2 separate regions of the Mus musculus genome follow, and region 1 is linked to region 2. Evidence: chromatin contacts called from public HiChIP or PLAC-seq data. All regions are on one chromosome and are shown on one strand. The core of a region is the stretch at or near the end of the contact, and the rest is flanking DNA. Distances in the headings are between cores, read along the strand shown. Region 1 overlaps Cltc (clathrin, heavy polypeptide (Hc)). Region 2 overlaps Gm38937 (a long non-coding RNA gene).

Region 1 (4,326 bases), core at 1,739-4,238, 370 kb after region 2:
TACTTATAACCTACTACTCAATTAAAAAGACAAAACAAAAAATAATTCTAAATTTATTCATTCATTTAAGAATCCAATCATCAGATAAAATATTTGATCAATTTTCACCAAGCTCCAGAGAATATAGAAGTTTTATGCCTAAAATCTTGAAAATGGAAATGGCATTGCAAGATTAGGCCCTTTCTTATACAAATGCCATTGTGCAGGCAAAGAATATACCAAAGGGAGGAGAGGGAGCTTATTTTAAGAGCTCAAGAATGTACAGACCCTCAAAAGCAGAAACAGCAAAGGCAGGCAAAAGGCTCTGGGTTTAGTCCCTGAGACTGCACAAAAACGACCACAAAAATATCACCTACATGGCTGTTAGGTATGAACACAGCTATGGTATGGGCAGACAGCAGCGTTTCCTGGTATGACTCTCTAAATCCACTTTTCTAGGTCCTAACTCCTTGACACAGACTGTTCAGGTCAGTTCAACCCCAGCCGTGCCACTGCTGCACACTCTCCTGTGAACTTCTACTCTATGCTAGCAGACCTGTTAGAAAGTTAGACACAATGCTGTACTGCTCATTTTCTGCTTGAATTACTTATTTGTAGCATGACCAATTTACAGTTTACCAGGTGCTATAAGTTACAAAACCAGAATCATTTTATTTTATGGATTACTGAAATATTTTCTTGTGAGCTCAAGTGCCACAAATTTCAGGTTCACATGAATGAATGAAATTGCTTTCAACATAAAGAGTTTCTGGCTGTGTCAAAATCACTTAATATTAGCATTTCAGAAAGTTCAAACAAGATTGCAATTAGTTTGTCTTCAACTAACACTAACTAAGTAAGTACCTACTATTTGGCAACTTGATTGTCTTTTGTTGTTGTTGTTGGGGGGGTTATTTGTTTGTTTTGTTTCTGTTTTTGGTTTTTGGAGACAAGGTTTCTCTGTATAGCCCTGGCTGTCCTGGAACTCACTCTGTAGACCAGGTTGGCCTCGAACTCAGAAATCTGCCTGCCTCTGCCTCCCAAGAGCTGGGATTAAAGGCATGTGCCACCACTGCCTGGCGATTGGTTTTTTGTTTTTTTTTTTTGGTTTTTTGGTTTTTTTTTTTTTAAAGGATCTCAAATGTATAGTCCAGGCTAGCCCACAACGTGAGACTCTTCTGCCTCCCATGTGCTGGAATTACAAGCATGTTTCCCCATAGCCATCTTCAATCCAGTATTTTAAGTACAATTTTTGTATCAAACTTTTACTGTATTAAATTCTAACTTTATCACAATTATTACTGAGGAAATTGAGGGGGAAGAAGCAGATTTTAGGCTTTTAGGGACATGTATTCAAATTGTAGATCACCTTTTCCAAGAAGGGAAAAAAAATCCACCTCAGTAATATACAACCACTGAATAGGTTAAAGCTGAAGTCCACGGCGGGTGGTGGCACAGTCGCTCACACCCAGTGCTTAGGAGGCAGAGGCAGGTGGAGTTTAAGGCTAACATGGTCTACACAGCAAGTTTCAGGCCAGTTAGGATTATATAGTGGGACCCTGTCTCAAAAAAAATATAGATAGATAGATAGATATCTTGCTTTTGTTTGGTCAAGGAGAAGGGATATCTTTAATGCTTATAATAAGTTTTAGTTTATCATACTCATCTTGTTCCCTTCATATAAGCAAAGTTTGTTTCCAGTATCTAAAAATAACTTTTATTCCATTTATTTTGGTCTCTTTAGTTCCTAAATATGTAACTTGTTCTTGGACAGGCATGGTGGTACATGCCTGTAATCCTAAGACTCAAGAAGCTAATACAGGAAGATGCCAAGTTAGCTCTAGACTGGACTACACAGCAAAATCCTGCCCTCCCTCTGCCTGCCCATTATCATAGCAGAAACAAGACAAAACATAATGTGTGATTCCATTTATGTAAAAGAGCCACAAAATTAAGTCCTTAGAGACAGAAATCAGATTACCAGTTGCCAATGGATGGTAAGAAATGAGAGGAAGATTGCTCAACAGGTATTAACTTCCATCTCATGCATTGAAAATGTTTGAAAATAAATACACCTAACTGATGTCACATTTGAACACTAAGTCATTCAATTATTTATTTGGAAATGAGGCCTTCCTGTAAAATCTTGTCTGACCTCATACTCAAATCCTCCTGCCTCAGCCTCCCTAGAGCTGAGAATACAGGTGAGTGATGGGTTTCCAAGAGTTGCCACAAATTCGGCACAGGGTGCTGTTCACATTCATGTTCGTGTTAAAATGGCTAATTTAGGTTTTGTGAATTTTATTTAAAGAAAAAAAGAAAAAGGCTTGTAAAGGCTAGGGTGTTAGCTGAGAAATAAGAGCTTACACTTAACTGGGGCAAGGCCCTCTGTTTTATTGCCAGCAACTAAGCAAATATGCACACTCACATTCACATGCAAAAGCTTTTAGCCCCTTTGAAAGTATAAACTTTAAAAGATTCAGTAGCCTTAATAAATAACCCAGTCATTTGCCTTTCTCTACACAGGGAAAGTAAACCCGAGCTGGAGCTGGCGCAGAGGAGAGCACTTCCTGCTCCTCCAGAGTTAACCAAGATTCTTTCCTAGAGGATGTTTTATGGTTAAAAAGCAAACAAACACAAAACCATCTTGTCCACAGTTCAATATACCCACATACAGACTACTGCAGAATGGGGAAAGATAGGGGTTTCATGAATCATGTACCTCTTACGGGTTTCTTTTCACCTGATTAATCATTCTCAAATAATTAAGGTCCACTTAGAGTTACCAAGTCTACACATTTATAAATTCTACAAGCTAAACATGTGTAGTCATTGGTGGTTTCATTTCAGATGAGCAAGCTAGTTGGAAATAAATGACCTCAACTATTAACCGAATCCTACTTCTCAGCTCCTAAGATTCCGGTTCAATAGTTTAAGACCATCTCTAAGACCCCTTGGTGTGCATCACTATAGGTGCTTCCCTTCCCTACTCCAGAAATAGCATAGGGATAGAAAATGAAAAGCGGGAAACAGTCTGGCAGAACTCCAAGAGCTTGGCTTCAATAGTGGGCAGATTGTAGTTTTGTCCTTCAACATGCTGTGCATGTATTCTTTAAGTAGATGAAAAGACAACTCTCTAAGGCAGTTGGGAGAATTAATATTTATATGTATAGAAAGGCTAAGTACTATACCATAAACACAACCTACACTATAAGCTAACATCACAGTTGCCAGGAAGTGTATACTAAATGAGGAAGTTGAGACAAGCTAAAATCCTGACATAATCAAATAAAACCCAAACTGGCATTTTCCAGAATTGTACACTGCAGTTTAAATTTCATAGTATGATGAAATGTGGCTTTAATGAGTTTGGTTCCTATTCTTTTCAGAAATAACTGAAAAAGAAAGGCTGCTTTATCTAACTTAAAAGCAAACAAAAAACAAAACAAAAACTATTTACCTTTTTAAGTCAGAACAGGAAGTATTAACACTGCATTAGTATAAATCCAAAACCATGAATATAAAGTAAAAAAAAAAAAAACACAACAGTGGCTTCAGAATGGAACACACACTTGTCATTAAAGAAAAGACAACTGGAAAGTCCCAAAGCTTCTACTTTGAGAGGAATACAGATAATCCTGGTCTAAAATTAACTTGATCCTAATCTTTCTAGGGTATTTCATTGCTGAGAACTTGGAGAAAACACCCTTTAAAAGTATCATCTAGCCGGGCAGTGGTGGTGCATGCGTTTAATCTCAGTACTTGGGAGGCAGAGGCAGGCGGGTTTCTTCGAGGCCAGCCTGATCTACAGAGTGAGCTCCAGGATAGCTAGAGCTACACAGAGAAACCCTGTCTCAAAACAAAAAAAAACAAAAAAAAAAGTATCATCTAGCCGGGCAGTGCTAGTGCACGCCTTTAATCCCAGCACTGGGAGGCAGAGGCAGGCAGATTCCTGAGTTCAAAGCCAGCCTGGTCTACAAAGTAAGTTCCAGGACAGCCAGGGCTACACAGAGAAACCCTGTCTCGAAGGAAAAAAAAAAAAAAGTATCATCTAAATAATTAAGGCAAAGAGAAAAAAACAAATGTTGGTTCATATAAAAGCTATTATGCCAGACATGGTGGACTGTGCCTGTAATTCCAGCCCCTGGGAAGCAAAGACAGGAGGATGAAGAACTCAAGGGCACATAGTCTAAAACACAGACAGCAAGAGCCTGTCTCCAAAACAAAACCACCCAAAGTAAAACTGCTGGGACTAGATAAATGGCTCAGCAGTTAAGAACACTAGCTACTCTTCTAGATGACCTGGGCTCCATTCCCAGCATCCATATGGTGACTTCTAACTGTCCA
Region 2 (4,047 bases), core at 1,412-3,911:
CATCCAAACATCATGAGTATGCGCGTACAAAGACACAAGGAGGGAGGAAAAGAGAGATTACAGCATGATAATTTGGAATTAGAAAGAGATTAGAGATCGATCAGCGAGTCTCCCAGACAGCCTCAGACCCACAGACTTCCTAGTTAACAAATTGGCAGGAGGATAATCTGTGGTCTTTTTCTGAGGGAAAAATGGGGAGGGCTTGCATTGGCTATAGAACATAGCAGGGAAACGGAAGGGAGCACTCTGTCCTGGGATCATATTTTCTTTGGAGCACTAATGACAGGGATTTGTTTAAACAGCCTAGCTGGGTGTGATTGCTTACTTGGAAGGCTGAGGCAGCAGGATTGATTGAGCCCAGGAGTTCAAGACCAACTCTTGAGAAACATAGCAAGATCCTATTTTTTTTTTTTTTTTAAAGATTTATTTATTTATTATATGTAAGTACACTGTAGCTGTCTTCAGACACTCCAGAAGAGGGCGTCAGATCTTGTTACAGATGGTTGTGAGCCACCATGTGGTTGCTGGGATTTGAACTCCGGACCTTCGGAAGAGCAGTCGGGTGCTCTTACCCACTGAGCCATCTCACCAGCCCCGCAAGATCCTATTTAAAAAAAAAAAAAAAAAGTAAAAGTTTAAAAAGTCAAAGAAAGTTCTACCTAAAGTCCCCGAGGGAACCCTTTGTCAGCCATTTTCATATACGTGGGCTAAATTGCACACCAAAATTGCACGGTCATGTGCACAGTGGAAACTGCATGGGGTTGAGTACCTGACAGACCTAGCTGAGATTCCAAACGACTGGCTAGGATCAGCTATGTAACTTTGCACAGAGTATTTAGCTACTCAGAATCTCACTTTCCTTGGCTATAAAATGAAGTTAATATCTATTGGAAAGGATCCCTGTAGAAGTTAATATAAATCTCACTGCACAAGCACATTGACGCTAATCACAGTTTCTACTGATTTCTTTCCTCCTTTCTTCTCCTTGTTTGTTTGTTTGGACAGTCTCACTGTGTATCACAGGCTAGCCTACCCTCACATTCTGGATCCTCCTCTCTCCTTGCCAAACTGAGATTGCCTGCTTGAGCCAACATAACCACTTCTGCTGGTCTCCAATGGAAAGGACTAGATTTTATTTATCATGAGGTTTCTTCTTTCTAGCAATTTGTGCTTTTGAGACGCATCTTGAATGCTGTCATGATCCTAGATGTTCTTATCAGACCACAGAAGGATTGGTAATTACAGTGTGCGGGGCAGAATAATTGCTTCCCTAAAAGATGTGTGTCCTAATCCAAGGTAATCGGTGAATATATTATGTTACAAAGGGGATTTTACAGATGTAATTAAGGCTAAGGGACGTTGCAAGATTATTCTGGAATCCCCACAGAGAACCTTTGCCAGCTGACATCAGTTGGAGGGAGAAGGGACCATGAAAGAGGGTCAGATATGTAACACAAACAAGGCGCAGCATGCTGGCTTTGGAAGTGAAGGAGGGAGCCAGAAGCCTGTAGAAGCTGAGAAAAAGTGAGGCGCCTTCCCTAGAGCTTCCAGAAAAAGCAAGCAGCTCTGATGATACCTTGGTTTGAACCCAGTCAGGTCTGTATCCAACTCCTACCCCACTAACTACAAGATAATGAATTTGTGCCATTTAGGCAAGTCAACATATGGTAACTTGTTAAAGCAGCAATAGTAAATAAAGAGATTTAGATACCAAAAAGGACTCAAGACTGTCAGGGAACTTACAGCTTGGTGGGTTGTCATTAAGTAATTAATAATGCACAGAAGTCTAGAAGTTAACATCGGTAATGATGAAGATGGTCAATCTTCATAATATCCCCTAAAATTATTCTAAAGTAATATTTAATTTTTCTTACTAATGTTTAATTTAAAGATGAAGGTACAATAGAGCAAATTTGTTTGCTTTTGCTTCAGCAGGATAAAAATTCCACTGAAACAGAGATAAATATAGTATGTTACGGCCAGGAGTAGTGATGTATGTCTTTAATGCCGGCATTTGGGAGGTAGAAACAGGATACTTGTGAGTCTGAGGTGAGCCTGTTCTACATAGCAAGCTCCAGGCTAGCCAGGGTGCAGAGTGAGATCCTATCTTGAAAAGAAAATCATTTTTTTCTTTTTCTTTTTTCTCTTTGTTTTGTTTTGTTTTAAAGATAGGGTCTCACTACATAGCTCTGGCGCTCTGGCTGTCCTGGAACTCATCGCAGACCAGTAAACTAGGCTGACTTCAAACTCATAGAGATCCGCCTGCCTCTGCCTCCCGAGTGCCGGGATTAAAAGCATGCACTACTATGCCCAGCTTAAATATAATTAAAATAAAGTTTATTTATATAGGGGGTCTAGGTTGAGTCTAAGGTGGTATCTCCACTTTGAATAAAAACATGTCTAAGTTTCCACACAGCTTGACTGCCAGTCTGCTGAAAGGGGTGATGACTTCACGAGCTAAGTAATACTAATTGATCTTCCAGAGCTGAGATGACCAACAAGTGCCAGTTCATCAGGTTAGCCTCAGGGAGTTTTATTGTAAGAGTCCATGTTCACAGGACCCTAGGGAAGACAGGCTACTAGAGTCAGGAAGCGCTGAGTAGGAAGGAAGCTCTGGCCTCAAGGAATGAGTTCCGAGGTGACTCAGTCCTCCCTTGTGCCTGCCATGCCTTCTGCTCACTACTGCCTAGCTCTCGTGTCATTTACACTGTGGGTATTTTTACACACTGTTGGCTCTGCTTATTCATAACTTGGCTTACTCATAACCTGACTCAGTCAGACCTTTGATTCATTACATTCCTCTCCTGATATTTCCAACTTCTCTCTACTCCACCGATTGCCAGCTTTAGTCAGGGATTTTTTTTTCCTTTCATTGAAAATTAGCCATTGAGCACCTACTGGGTGCACCCGTGTGCCTTCTTCTCCAGTCAGAGAAAGAAAGATGTCAGCTGAATAATTACGAAATCGACTCAAGCACATTCTGACTTACTACGTGTGCTTGTTCGCGTGAGGCTCGTGGATAAGTTGTTCAGTGCTTTCTGCACTAGCTGCCCTCAGGAACACGAGTAACAGGTTGTCCCATTTAACACCACATGACCCTCCCCATCTCCTGAGGTCAAGGCAGCTGATTAAACTAAGGATTGGCACTTGACCAAGAACTATTAATACATTGGTTGGCCAGCAACCAGCAGTTTAACTCTAATAAACTTCCCTTACAAGAAAGGGATTATAATGATACATGGCATACATTCTATAAAAATGATACCTTTACCATGATGGGGTGGGGTAAACCTTATACTTCAGAGAAGCCTTCCATCCACTGTGGAAGAGAAAGCTAGAGGCTACTTGTTTGATTCAGGAGCTCTGAGTACAGGACAGGGCAGGGAGTGAACAGGGCTGGCTTTGAGCAGATCACAGGTCCTTCATGGATCACTTAAATGATAGCCAGAGTAAGGATTAGGGAACCTGTGTGAAGTTCCTTTGTGCAAAAGAATCAGTATCCGTAGCCCTGGGTAGGAATAAATGATCATCTTCAAGAGGATTGTTTCTCAGGGATTCTATGGGACGGTCCTTGGTCTGGGTCCAAGTGCATAGATTTCAACACAGCACTGGCTCCTTATGCCAGGCTTTAGATCATCTTGTTTATTTAGGCAGTACTCAATGAAGTATTTTAGAGAAGCCATTCAAAATCATCACCACATAATACTAGCCTAGAACCTTGAGTCACTCCCTTCCACCCCCACTGCCATCCCCACTGGAAGCCAAAGACATAGTTTACTATGTCAATGAAGGTCAGACTGAAGGGCAGTCCCTCACACTTCTAATCGTTAAGCCATCGACAGGATGATAGCATGACTCAGTTCTTTACATGTTTTGTGCAGTGTTACTACCAGTGAGGCAAGAGGAGGTAAGGCTACGGGATCTTGAATTAGTAATAGCTTTCTCTTTGAGCCAGACTGACTAAAGGGCTGGTGGTTCTTGGGAATTTGTGTTTTCTGGGTTTTGGAACAGGATGTTGGCACATTTGTTCTGTTGTCTGAAGAGAGC

Evidence for each region. HiChIP or PLAC-seq counts read pairs in DNA pulled down with a chosen protein or histone mark.
Region 1: a contact with region 2 is called in a FOXA1 HiChIP or PLAC-seq map of pancreatic cancer cells. The contact joins two enhancer-like sites. A contact is called at or near these places in 1 of 39 promoter capture datasets (pre-B cells) and 1 of 115 datasets of contacts at active chromatin or transcription factors (pancreatic cancer cells).

The regions. Positions count from the first base shown.
Region 1 is chr11:86,746,968-86,751,293 of GRCm38.p6, forward strand. All of the region lies in intron 1 of Cltc (clathrin, heavy polypeptide (Hc)), which reads right to left. Among named protein-coding and RNA genes, the nearest start is that of Cltc, 8.4 kb to the right of the region's middle. Within about 2 kb of position 2,989, at least 49 of the 459 cell types and tissues checked have an H3K27ac peak or open chromatin away from gene starts, as enhancers often do. A contact at or near this core is called in pancreatic cancer cells, where this site is marked.
Region 2 is chr11:86,377,945-86,381,991 of GRCm38.p6, forward strand. The region is part of intron 1 of Gm38937 (a long non-coding RNA gene); the gene reads right to left. Among named protein-coding and RNA genes, the nearest start is that of Gm38937, 4.1 kb to the right of the region's middle. Within about 2 kb of position 2,662, at least 81 of the 459 cell types and tissues checked have an H3K27ac peak or open chromatin away from gene starts, as enhancers often do. A contact at or near this core is called in pancreatic cancer cells, where this site is marked.